Regions from separate parts of the Sus scrofa genome. Here all the other regions are linked to region 1. Evidence: chromatin contacts called from public HiChIP or PLAC-seq data. All regions are on one chromosome and are shown on one strand. The core of a region is the stretch at or near the end of the contact, and the rest is flanking DNA. Distances in the headings are between cores, read along the strand shown. Region 1 overlaps TNIK (TRAF2 and NCK-interacting protein kinase). Region 2 overlaps LOC106507999 (a long non-coding RNA gene). Region 3 overlaps TNIK (TRAF2 and NCK-interacting protein kinase).

Region 1 (3,574 bases), core at 306-2,805:
AGTTTCTTTCCACCAAACTGTTGTTCTTTGAAGTCAAGGATTCTGTTTGATGAGTATGTTATCCTAGCAGCTAGATCAATGCTAGATGCCTAGAAGACACTACAAGCATTTCTTCCCCCCCTCTTTTTTGGCTATACCTGTGGCATGAGGAAGTTCCCAGGCCAGGGACTGAACCTGTGCCACAGAATACATGAATGATTGTGGTGAAGAAAACCTCAAAATATCATCCCCTTGCCTCTGAGGAAAAAAAGCCCCTTTCACTTTTTGACCTCTTTTTTCCCCTTCACCAAAAACTGCATCTTCTTGTATTTTTCTCTTTGCTGAGGCAGGAAAAGCAACCCTGGATTAGCAGGTGGGAACAAAGGTCAAGTCGTCATCCCCCCTGCCACCCCTGCAACCAGATTGTGTACCCCATTTCAGCTCCTGACAGTCCTTTGGAAATCTCTAACTCTTAAATACTTCTGCTTCTGGGAGTTTCTTCATGAGCCTAAGATACAACTATAAACACACACGTTTGCCTTGTGGCAAAAGTAAAAGAACTTATGATGTGTTCACCTAAAAATAGCAGCTTGCTCTTCATTAAAGCGGCAGCCTACTGCCTGCTCCTACATTCAGTTCTTCTCCTGGTGAGAAATATAACAAAGCAAGAGGCTGATGGTCACAAGCCAGGACATTGCAGGGCTCATTAATTACTTGGAAAATGCTGCCTGGGTTGCAGCCAGAATCCCAAACAAAGAAAGGAAATAGCTCCTGTTCGCCAATTGACAAGTTGATGAGTGAGGTAAGAATGAAAATCATTTGGGTAAGTTAAAAAGGGAAGAAATCAAATGGAAGCAGTAGTTTTGTTCAAGAACAAGTGTACAATTAAGACATATTCCCAGTCCCAAGAGGGTTGATTCATATCAGTCGAGACCAAAGAATTCATTATCTGCTCCTGGCCATGAGATGAATTCATTTTCTCTAATAAAGGGATTGGGAACACCAATTTAGGAAAAGTGTTGATGGTGTTGGAGCCGGGGCCCAACTACATGATGTGTGTATAAATGAGTTATTAATCTCAGCAGCTTCTCTATTGGTTGAGTCCTTATGTCAACTATGGTTGTAAATATACCAAGAGTTAAATACTCGTCTGTGAAATAGAATCGGTAATTTGGCAAAGCTAAGAATCCTAAACTCTCTTAGCAAATTTGTTGTAATTAAATGGAGATAGTTTCAAGTAGGAGAACATTACAAAAAATAAGATTTTTTTTCACATCAACATTAAGTTGATGTGAAAAATCATTAAGAAAAATACACTTAGTGGTTTAACTGGTGGCATTTTGGTATGATTGTATTTGGGGGCAATGTTCACAAAATTTAGCCCGTGGCTTTTATGATTACAAGCTGTGTCAAATACAAAGGGAGGTCTGATCATCTAATACTTGGCTGAAATGAGGCCATCAGTAATTCCTTTATTGGGTGTAATTTGCACAGTTTTCAGTACTGAATGGCCGTAATATGTTCCTGCCATAAAAACTGCTGCATTAGAGAAAAAGGAAATGAACATACACCCCCACCATCACTGTCACCACAAAACCCCTGCACAGAAGTAAGCTTTCTTATGGCTGTTTCATAACTTATAAAGAAGAGTTGTTTATTGAAAGAAGGAGCTACTTTTGGAGTTTGAGAGTAATCTCAAGGTCAAGCAATGTGTTTGGGGAGGAGGTTACCAAAACTGCCCGCTGAAGAGTCATAATGTGTAAGTTCCACGACATGCGAATGCAAAGTGAAAATTAAAATTGTGCTGTAGTTGTGCAGAGAGAAATGCAAACAGTCAAGAATCAGGCAGTAAGGAAGAATGGTTTGATTTGAGGGGGTTTTGGGGGGTGGGGCTTGGAGGAGATGAGAAATAAAATAGTACTATTTCTAGGAAGAGACAAAGACTGAGAACTAAGTTGAGTAATGAGAGAGGAAGGAGGAAACACCCTCAGTGTGAAATGTTGATTTCTGCTGAGACCAAGCATGTCGAAGGCTCAGTCTGAAAATTGGTTGAGCAGATTCATGTGAGAAAGGAGCTGCCCTTTTTATTTTACTGAAACAAGTGAGTGAGGCATTTAAGCTGATTTGCGCCTTTTGAGTAAACCACCAAACAACTTTTAAATAGCCGATTTGGTTATGATGATACACTGGGTCTGAAATAAAGTCAGAATGATCATTGAAGAAGAAGACTAGAAATCCTGATTATGATACATGACCTTAAGAGATCCTCGGAGGAGCAACAAAATATAGCTGCCATAAACCTGCAAATGGGAACCATGTGGTGTGAGTAATCTCAGTGCCCATTAGGCTACAGGTTGATTCCAAAGATTCTGCAGAACAAGGCTTAAGTAGTTTCAAAAGGATGGAGCAAGTGTTGTGGTAGTCATTGCTACTGTTCATCCCCCGACTCTGGGCACATGGTGGTTCTCACGTATTCTCACCAGCTGGGGGTGATGGGGTGGTATGACTAGTTCACGGCCAATGAATTGTGGGCAAAAGTCACGTTATGTATTTTCAGTCAACCTTTAAAGAATGCCTGTTTATTAAAATAAAGGAATTGATGCCATTTTCAGCAACATGGATGGAATCAGAGATTCTTATACTAAGTGAAGTAAGTCAGATAAAGACAATTATATGATATTACTTATAAGTGGAATCTAAAAGATGATAAAAAGAACTTATTTACGAAACAGAAACAGACTCAAAGATTTCAAAATCAAACTTATGGTTGTTACAGAAGGGGAAACGTATGGGGGAGGGATAAATGAGGAGTTTGGGATTAACATATCCACACTGCTATATATAAAACCGATAACTAACAAGGACCTACTGTATTGGAGAGGAAACTACTCACTATTCTGTAACAACCTATATGGGAAAAGAATCCGAGAACAAATGGATATATGTATATGAATAACTGATTCACTTTGCTGTACACCTGAAACTAATACAACATTGTAAGTCAACTATACGCCAATAAATTTTTTTAAAAAGAAATATTAAACCTAATGTCACCCAAATTGTTCATTCGCCTAAGTTATTTTGAGTATCATTTCAGAGAAAGAGTTGTCTACTTCATCGTGAAACTTCAAGCACCAATTAGTGGATGGGGAATGTTTAAGTTGGGAGTGTCGTTGTGGCAAATTTGGCTCCTGAAATCCATATCCTTGGCATAGCTTGAATTATTGATCAGTGTCTGCCAAGAAGCACTCCCATCTGCCTTTTAAATAGCTTTCTTTATCCATCCTTCATCCACTCATCCATCTGTCCTTCTTTATCCAAATTTGTTCTGCCTTTGAAGAAGAGGAGAAGAGGCTTGTTTCTGAATTTGTGGGGTTTTTTTTTTTTTTTTTTTTTTTTTTTTTTTTAAAGACCAAGGGTCTTTATGTCATTGCAATGAAAGGGGAGAGACTTTTTGACCAAAGAGTCTCTCCCATTGGACTGCCAGGTTAAGATTTCCATGATAACTTTGAAAAAAGCTACTGCTTTGGAACAGCTTGACACACTCTGAAAATTAATTTGCTCCATAGGCACTGTGGCACACCAGTTACATGTG
Region 2 (3,574 bases), core at 706-3,205, 190 kb before region 1:
GGTTGAGTGGATGAACATGAACAGACAATAGGTGTCAGCCCTGTCGCTTCCTCCTGTGAAGGCAAACGGGATCGGTTTGCCAGGTGGAGGCACTAAGTAGGAGAGAGCTTGTTTTCACATTGCGAAGATTTTCTAATACCATTGCACGCCTCTATCCAATGCTGAAATCACAGCCTAGGAACTCTGATCTCACCACCCTTCTTTGAACGGCTCATGGTAGGGTTTCAATAAATATTTGTGGAAGGAAACAAGGCTGTGTTCTCAGAACCGCCCATATGCAGGTGGTTGAAAGAAGAAAATTTTTTTTTTTTTAATTATACTGAAAGATTTCCGCTCCTCTGTTTTTTAAGGTTTTGTACTTCTTAGCTGTGTGACCTCAGACAAGTGACTGAACTTCTCTGGACCTCAGTTTGCTCATGTGTAAAAGTGTAAAAGTGTATGGCTCATGTCTAAGAGTACATGACTCAGAGTAAGCAGGTTACATTGTTTCTTGTTGTTGTTACTGTTATTATCCTCAACATATCTATTTGTCATCCTGGGAACCATGCACGGAAGGCATGTGATATCTGTACTGCATACCCCAAGAACTCACAGAATATTTCTGCTTGAAGGGAAAGGTTTGAAAACCAGCTCTTGCCTCCTGAAGCCCTCCCTCAGTGGAAACAAAATTGCTTTTAAAATACAACACCATAGTAGCTCTTTTTAAAAATCCCAAACACAATTCCAAAAGTTCTTAAGAAATTAAAAAGTCAACCCCAAAAATAAATTCTAATTTGAACTACAGACATTGGGTGATTATATCATGTCAATGTAGGTTCATAAATTATAGCCAATGCACTTCTCTTGTGGAAGTGTTGATAACATGTGGGGGCAGAGGGTTTATGGAAAATCTTTGTACCTTCACCTAAAGTTTGCTGTGAATCTAAAACTTATCTAAAATACAGTCTTGTTTTTAATTGAAGTATCATTGATTTACAATGTTGTGTTAGTTTCAGGTATATAGCAAAATGATTGAGTTATACATATATATCTATTCTTTTTCAAATTCCTTTCCATCATAGGTTATTAGAAGATATTGAATATAGTTCCCTGTGCTATACAGTAAGTCCTTGACATTTATCTAATTTATATAACAGTAGTATGTATCTGCTAATCCCAAACTCCTAATTTATCCCTCCCCTTTTCCCTTTTCCTAACCATAAGTTTGTTTTCTATGTCTGTGAGTCTATTTCTGTTTTGTAAATAAGTTCATTTGTATCATTTTTTTAAGATTCTACAGATAAGTGATATCATATCATATTTGTCTTGTCTGACTTAATTTCACTTAGCGTGATGATCTCTAGGTCCATCCATGTTGCTGCAAATGGCATTATTTCATTCTTTTTACATCAAAAAAAAAAAAGTCTTTTAAAAAGTCTGACAGAAATGCTCTAATTGTGTTTGTGAAAGAAGGAATCACTGCATTTTGTGCCAGGAGGAGAGCAGGCCAGCTGGGCCAGGGCAGCTGTGGCTCTTCGGGGCTGGAGCTGGGGAGATAGCTTTGTGTTTTGTGAAAGGCAGCCAGAGGACTAGAATGGGTACCAGCTGGGGACCGGACTCTGATAGCACCTAGTGAGACATATTCTGTTGCTCTTCCCACACAGTTCAGATGCAGGTGAACTCCTGGGAAAGAGCCTCCAGGTTAGACTCTTGTTACAGGAAGTGCCCAGTGAAGTGCCCAGTACTCTTGCCCATGATCATGGTGAGGTGAACTATGGTTTTTTCTTTTTAAGAAAACACCCTGAAGTGGGACTGAGTAGCAATCTTATAGGAGTAGGCTGTTGATGGCAGGGGAGGGGTGCTGACAGTTTACTGCCCTGCCTTGGTAATCAGACAAGCCTGGTTTGAAATCTTAATCTCATCACCTGGCTAACTGACCTTGGGCAAGTTACCTAACTTCTGACCCTTAGCTTCTCATCTGTCAAGTGATAAAAATAGGACCTGACTCAAGGGCTGATGTGGGCTCTAGGGAAAGAGTGTGTATATAAGGCACTTTATAATGCTTGGTTAACAATGGCTAATTTTTTTTATTTATTTTTTTTGAATCAGAGACTCTAACTCTTTCCACCCTTTGCTTTTGTCCTTCAGAACAGAAAGGAAAAATTTCTGCCTGTTACTTCCAATTCCTGACATTTCATTAGCTTCCACAGCAGATTTCCTAGTGGAGATTTTCTTCCTTGTTCTCACAAAGATCCAGGATTAAATTGGGGAAGGGTTAGTGATGAAATTGTTCTTCTTTTCTAAAGGTCAGAAGCTAAGTTCATGTTTCTCTTACTGGTTTCTCTCTGACTCATCCCAGTGCCTAAAGCAAATTCTATATTTCCGGTCTCATTTTATTTGTCAGAAAAATGGGCTTTATTTAATGATTTTCTCTCCTTGCCTTTCTGTTTGGGGACATTCTATAAACTGCATGTGAATGTTTTGCTTCCAATTCCCTCTTTCAGGAGATGTTTTAGATTCCTTTCCAGTAAAATAAGAAATGGGGGAGGTGTTTCTCCAGTAGTGGCATCAGAGAACAATAACACACAGCCATGCTTCTCAGCTTGGTGTGATTTTGCCCCAGGGGACTTTTGGCTATGTCTGGGGACATTTTGGGTTGTCTCACAACTGGGGGCCCCAGTTGCTACTGGATGTTGGGGGGTAGAGGCCAGAGATGCTGCTAACCATCCTACAATGCACAGGATAGCACACCACGAAGAATCATCTGGCCCAAATGCCAATAGTACCAAAGTTGAGAACCCTTTCCATCGAAGTCTCTATATGTTAACTTTTTCTTTTTACACTGCCATCCTTGAACTCAGTTTTCTTTACCTCCCTAATCAAACCTCCTTCCCTCTCTCCTACCCATCTTGCTATTCCTTCCCCTTCTAGAACTAAGTCTTTTTTCATTCTCTCTCTCTCTTTTTTTCTTTTTTGGCTGCACCAGGGCATATTGAAGTTCCCAGGCCAGTGATCAAATCCCTTTCTGGGACCTACACCACAGCTGCAGCAATGCCAGATCCTTAACGCACTGCACTGGGCCAGGGATCGAACCTGCGCCTCCACAGAGACAAGCCAGATCATTAATCCACTGCACTATACCGGCAACTCTCTATCTTCTGCCCTATCGTTGTTTGCTGCTTCCTAATCCTCCAAAGCTCCCAGTCCTTGGGCAGTATTTATAAAGTTGCTTTTCCACCTTGGTCACTAATTCACTATGTGCCCTTGCACGTCATTCCACTTCTATGGGTCTCAGCTACCTCCCTGTACATAGACACAGGACTGAATGACCTAAGGCTCCAATCTGTGACCAACAATTGTCTTGCTATTTCAAAAGCCTAATAGTCTTACTAGAAAATCTTAGTGTGAGAGAGGGTCCGTATTTAAAAAAAAGAAAAAATCAGTTTCAGTTTACTGGTATATAGTAAGAAAGAAAAATATGTTTATGCCAGTATGTTAATATAAGGAAAATTCAATCCTATGAAGGCAACTGGGGTAAGATAAAATCTGTGGGCAAATCGAATGAATTAAAAAGATTTATTGCAGCATTATTCGT
Region 3 (3,574 bases), core at 602-3,101, 180 kb after region 1:
TTGTCACATTTCAAGAAAAGCTAAAGTTTTCCTAGAAACTCCCAAAAGATGTTTGCCTGGGTCTTGTTGGCCAGAAATAGGTCACATCTTTAATTGTCATCCTTAGCTGCAGGAAAATCTAGATACACAAGTTTAACTTTCCTGTCCTCTGAAATGCAGCAAGGGAAATAGGAATTGAAATGCCTGTTGGGTTAGCCAACAAACAGTACTTGCCACAATCGAATAGAGGGAAATCATAGAAGACTAAACTGAGCAGGCAAAGCCAGTCTCACCTAACAGAAAAGGACAAGGAAATTATTAATATTCTTGAGCTTATTATGTGCCAGATTTTGAGCTAGGCAGTGCACCTGTGTACATACCCGTCACAGTTGCCTCTGTTGTGTGAAAGCTAACTCTGAGCAGTCTTCTGGAGGCAGTAAAATTAGGAACCCGGCTTTGAATCCAGGTCTATCTAACTTAAAAGACTACTTACCATCCCTCTAGGAAGTGGAACCCTGGTTTGCAGTGTGCTTCACTGCATCTTGGCACTTTCCTTTGAGTCACCGGCACCTAAAGTCATCTGTAAACAAAGTAGGAGTCTGAAGCAATTACTTTGTGGGCCCCTTTTTTTGTTCGTTTCTTTGCTTTTTAGGGCCACACTTATGGCATTTGGAGGTTTCCTGGCTAGGGGTCGAATCAGAGCTGTAGCTGCTGGCCTACACCACAGCTCACAGCAATGCTGGATCCTTAACCCACTAATCGAGGCTAGGGATCAAACCCGAGTCCTCATGGATATTAGTTGGGTTCTTTACTGCTGAGCCACAGTGGGAACTCCCAGTTTTTTGGGTTTTGTATTTTTTTAAGTGAATTCTCAGCTCTTTACATTGTGATGACAGTTGTAAAAGAATTAGCCTGGAAAGCAGGAGACCTGGCCCTGAGTACAATCTGGGGCTGAGTTGCTCTGTGATCTTGGGAAGTCGTTTTTCTCTCACCTGTGAAATAAAAGTTTGGACTAAGTGATCCACAGACAGTCTAATGGCCTTAAAACACTTAGGTTTTGCTCCTTTCTCTTGTGTATCTTTCATTTGTTCATTCATTCATCAAATATTAAGTGCCTGGTATGCCAGGCAACTTCTGATACTGTGTACCAGTGAACAAAACCAAGCTCCCTGCCCTTGGAAATCAGAGAAGACTAAACTGGGCAGACAAAGCCAGTCTCACCTAAAAGTAGAGGACAAGGAAATTGTGTGTGTGTGTTCGTGTGTGTTGGGGGCAGGGAACACAATAAACAAAAACCATAATAATTGAGTGATGAGTAAATTACACAGTTGTTAGAAGGTGATCAGTTCTCTGGGGGAAAAATGTGGGAAAGGGAGGGGAGGTGCAGTGCTGGGAGAGAGATTTGGTCATCCTCACTGAGAACCAGCATTTGAGCACAGACTTCAGCGAGAAGAGGAAATACGCTAGCATGTAAGTGGGGTCAGTGCTGCAGGCAGAGGGGAGACCTGGGGCAAAGACCCAAAGGCAGGAGTTGGCCTGAATTTCTGAGCATTTTCTTTCCCCATCTGAGGACTGGCCTGGAGCCTTCTCAGACCAGCTCCATCATTTCCTTTCAGCTGCATTGGCTCTCAAACCAGCTCCAGCTTCCTAGACTTGTAGGCTGTTTAACTTGGAGCCTACTGCACAGGAAGGGGCTTAGAGCCTAGCCACCTCAGTTCACACAGCAGAATCACTCGATTCCTAGAGATGTTGGGAAGGAGCTGGGAGAATTTCCAAGACCTGGAGTCTTATCAAAACAACACACTCACCATTTTCAGACTGCACTTGCTGTGTTTCCTGTTGAATGTCTCAAGCACAGTGAGTGACTCAGAGCTTTCATCATGTTCCCAAATGATGGTCTGTGTCAATCAACCATAGCATTGCAGGTACCGCAGAGCTGTGTTTTCATCTTTACCAGTTGCTGCTCCTGAGGCAACCTTGATGGTGCACTGGGCTTTCCCCATTAGCTCCAGAAGGAACCTCAGTAAGCAAGGCCAGGAAAACTCAGCCACTTGCTGGGCTGTACCAACTCTGTGTGTGTGTGTGTGTGTGTGTGTGTGTGTGTGTGTGTGTGTGTGTGTGTGTTCAGTGACAACTTTGAATACATCTTGAAATGGAACAAAGAGAAAGGATGATAATTGCCTTCTTGAGTTGTATTCTATGCAGAGAATTACTTGAAATCTTGTGGACTATGTTTTTGTGCACATGCATTATTATCCCTGACTGAACTTACAACTTTCATGTGGACAGGCCAAGGGGCTCGTGAATTAAAGAATCCCCCCTGGGTCCTAGTGGAGGTTAGTGTGTTCCCCGGCCACCTGCTCTAAGGTAGGTTGTACTTTGGGCAAGAATCTAGATCCCCTTGAAATTCCCCTCTGAGTTGTATGGACCTTGGTCCAAATACTGAACGGGCCTGGGTGTCACTCACAGGATATTGAGTTTAGTCCTAGGGAATGGCTTAGGGTAAATTTCATAGCTTGCTTCCAGTTCCATCTCCTTTCTGTGTGTCCTTGACCTGTGTTTGATGGAAATTGCAAGGAAACTTAGCTTGAATCTCTGAAATATGAGTGAGGTTCCAGGGGAGACTTCAGAATTTTGTACAAAATGCAAGATATATTTAAAGTGAAAGGAGGGTGAGAGTCTTTATCAGGATTGTGGGCCATTGAACCAAATTGTACATGGTTTCTTACCAATCATTTTGGGGTTTCCTAACCTGGTTTTCCCATCTCTTGACTTGTCACCCTTCTATGCAGTGTTTAGAAACTGCTAAGCCACAGACACAGAGTGGGGGAGAAGCATGTTGTTAGATGGAGATTGGAGATTGCACATGTAGAGGTGGAGGTTTTGGCCTAGAAATTTCTGATAAGAGCATAAAAGTCAGTCTGAGACGAAGAAAGACTGTAGGGTATAGGGTTTCTATTTTACATGTTCGTGTACTTACAAGATAAAATGTATTGTTCACTCTTTCAATAAATATATCATCTGCTCTAAGCACTGAGATATAGCAGTGAGCACCACCATCCGAGAGCTTCCCTGTCCTCATCTCGTTTAGTTAAATGGTACGAAATTATGGTTTCTGTATGTTAAAAAAATTGACTATAAATATGCATCTTCTATATGACTCAGCCATTTCACTTCTAGGTACTTACTTAGAAGAAATAAAAGCATATATCCTTACAAAGACTTGTACATGAGTACATGAAGCTTTATTTTTATTTTTATTCTTTTATTTATTTTTTCATTTCATTTTTTAGTGATTTTTATTTTTTCCATTATAGTTGGTTTACAGTGTTCTGTCAGTTTTTGACTATAGAGCAAAGTGACCCAGTCACACACACACACACACACACACATAGATAAATACATTCTTTTTCTCACATTATCCTCCATTAAAACATGGAATGCTTATGAATTTGCATGTCATCCTTGCGCAGAGGCCATGCCAATCTTCCCTGTGTCTTTCCAATTTTAGTATATGTACTGCCAAAAAGAGCAGGGTAGCAGCTTTATTTTTAATGATGTTGACTGGAAACAACCCAAATGTCCATCAACAAGT

The links. HiChIP or PLAC-seq counts read pairs in DNA pulled down with a chosen protein or histone mark.
Region 2: an H3K27ac HiChIP or PLAC-seq map of alveolar macrophages shows a contact between it and region 1. The contact joins two enhancer-like sites. A contact is called at or near these places in 1 of 47 Hi-C or Micro-C datasets (alveolar macrophages) and 2 of 2 datasets of contacts at active chromatin or transcription factors (alveolar macrophages and skeletal muscle).
Region 3: an H3K27ac HiChIP or PLAC-seq map of alveolar macrophages shows a contact between it and region 1. The contact joins two enhancer-like sites. A contact is called at or near these places in 2 of 47 Hi-C or Micro-C datasets (both in embryonic fibroblasts) and 1 of 2 datasets of contacts at active chromatin or transcription factors (alveolar macrophages).

The regions. Positions count from the first base shown.
Region 1 is chr13:109,935,557-109,939,130 of Sscrofa11.1, reverse strand. The region is part of intron 2 of TNIK (TRAF2 and NCK-interacting protein kinase); the gene reads left to right. Among named protein-coding and RNA genes, the nearest start is that of TNIK, 120 kb to the left of the region's middle. Within about 2 kb of position 1,555, at least 13 of the 83 cell types and tissues checked have an H3K27ac peak or open chromatin away from gene starts, as enhancers often do. A contact at or near this core is called in alveolar macrophages and skeletal muscle, where this site is marked.
Region 2 is chr13:110,126,937-110,130,510 of Sscrofa11.1, reverse strand. All of the region lies in intron 5 of LOC106507999 (a long non-coding RNA gene), which reads right to left. Among named protein-coding and RNA genes, the nearest start is that of TNIK, 76 kb to the right of the region's middle. Within about 2 kb of position 1,955, at least 10 of the 83 cell types and tissues checked have an H3K27ac peak or open chromatin away from gene starts, as enhancers often do. A contact at or near this core is called in alveolar macrophages and skeletal muscle, where this site is marked.
Region 3 is chr13:109,758,483-109,762,056 of Sscrofa11.1, reverse strand. The region is part of intron 7 of TNIK (TRAF2 and NCK-interacting protein kinase); the gene reads left to right. Among named protein-coding and RNA genes, the nearest start is that of SLC2A2, 150 kb to the right of the region's middle. Within about 2 kb of position 1,851, at least 7 of the 83 cell types and tissues checked have an H3K27ac peak or open chromatin away from gene starts, as enhancers often do. A contact at or near this core is called in alveolar macrophages, where this site is marked.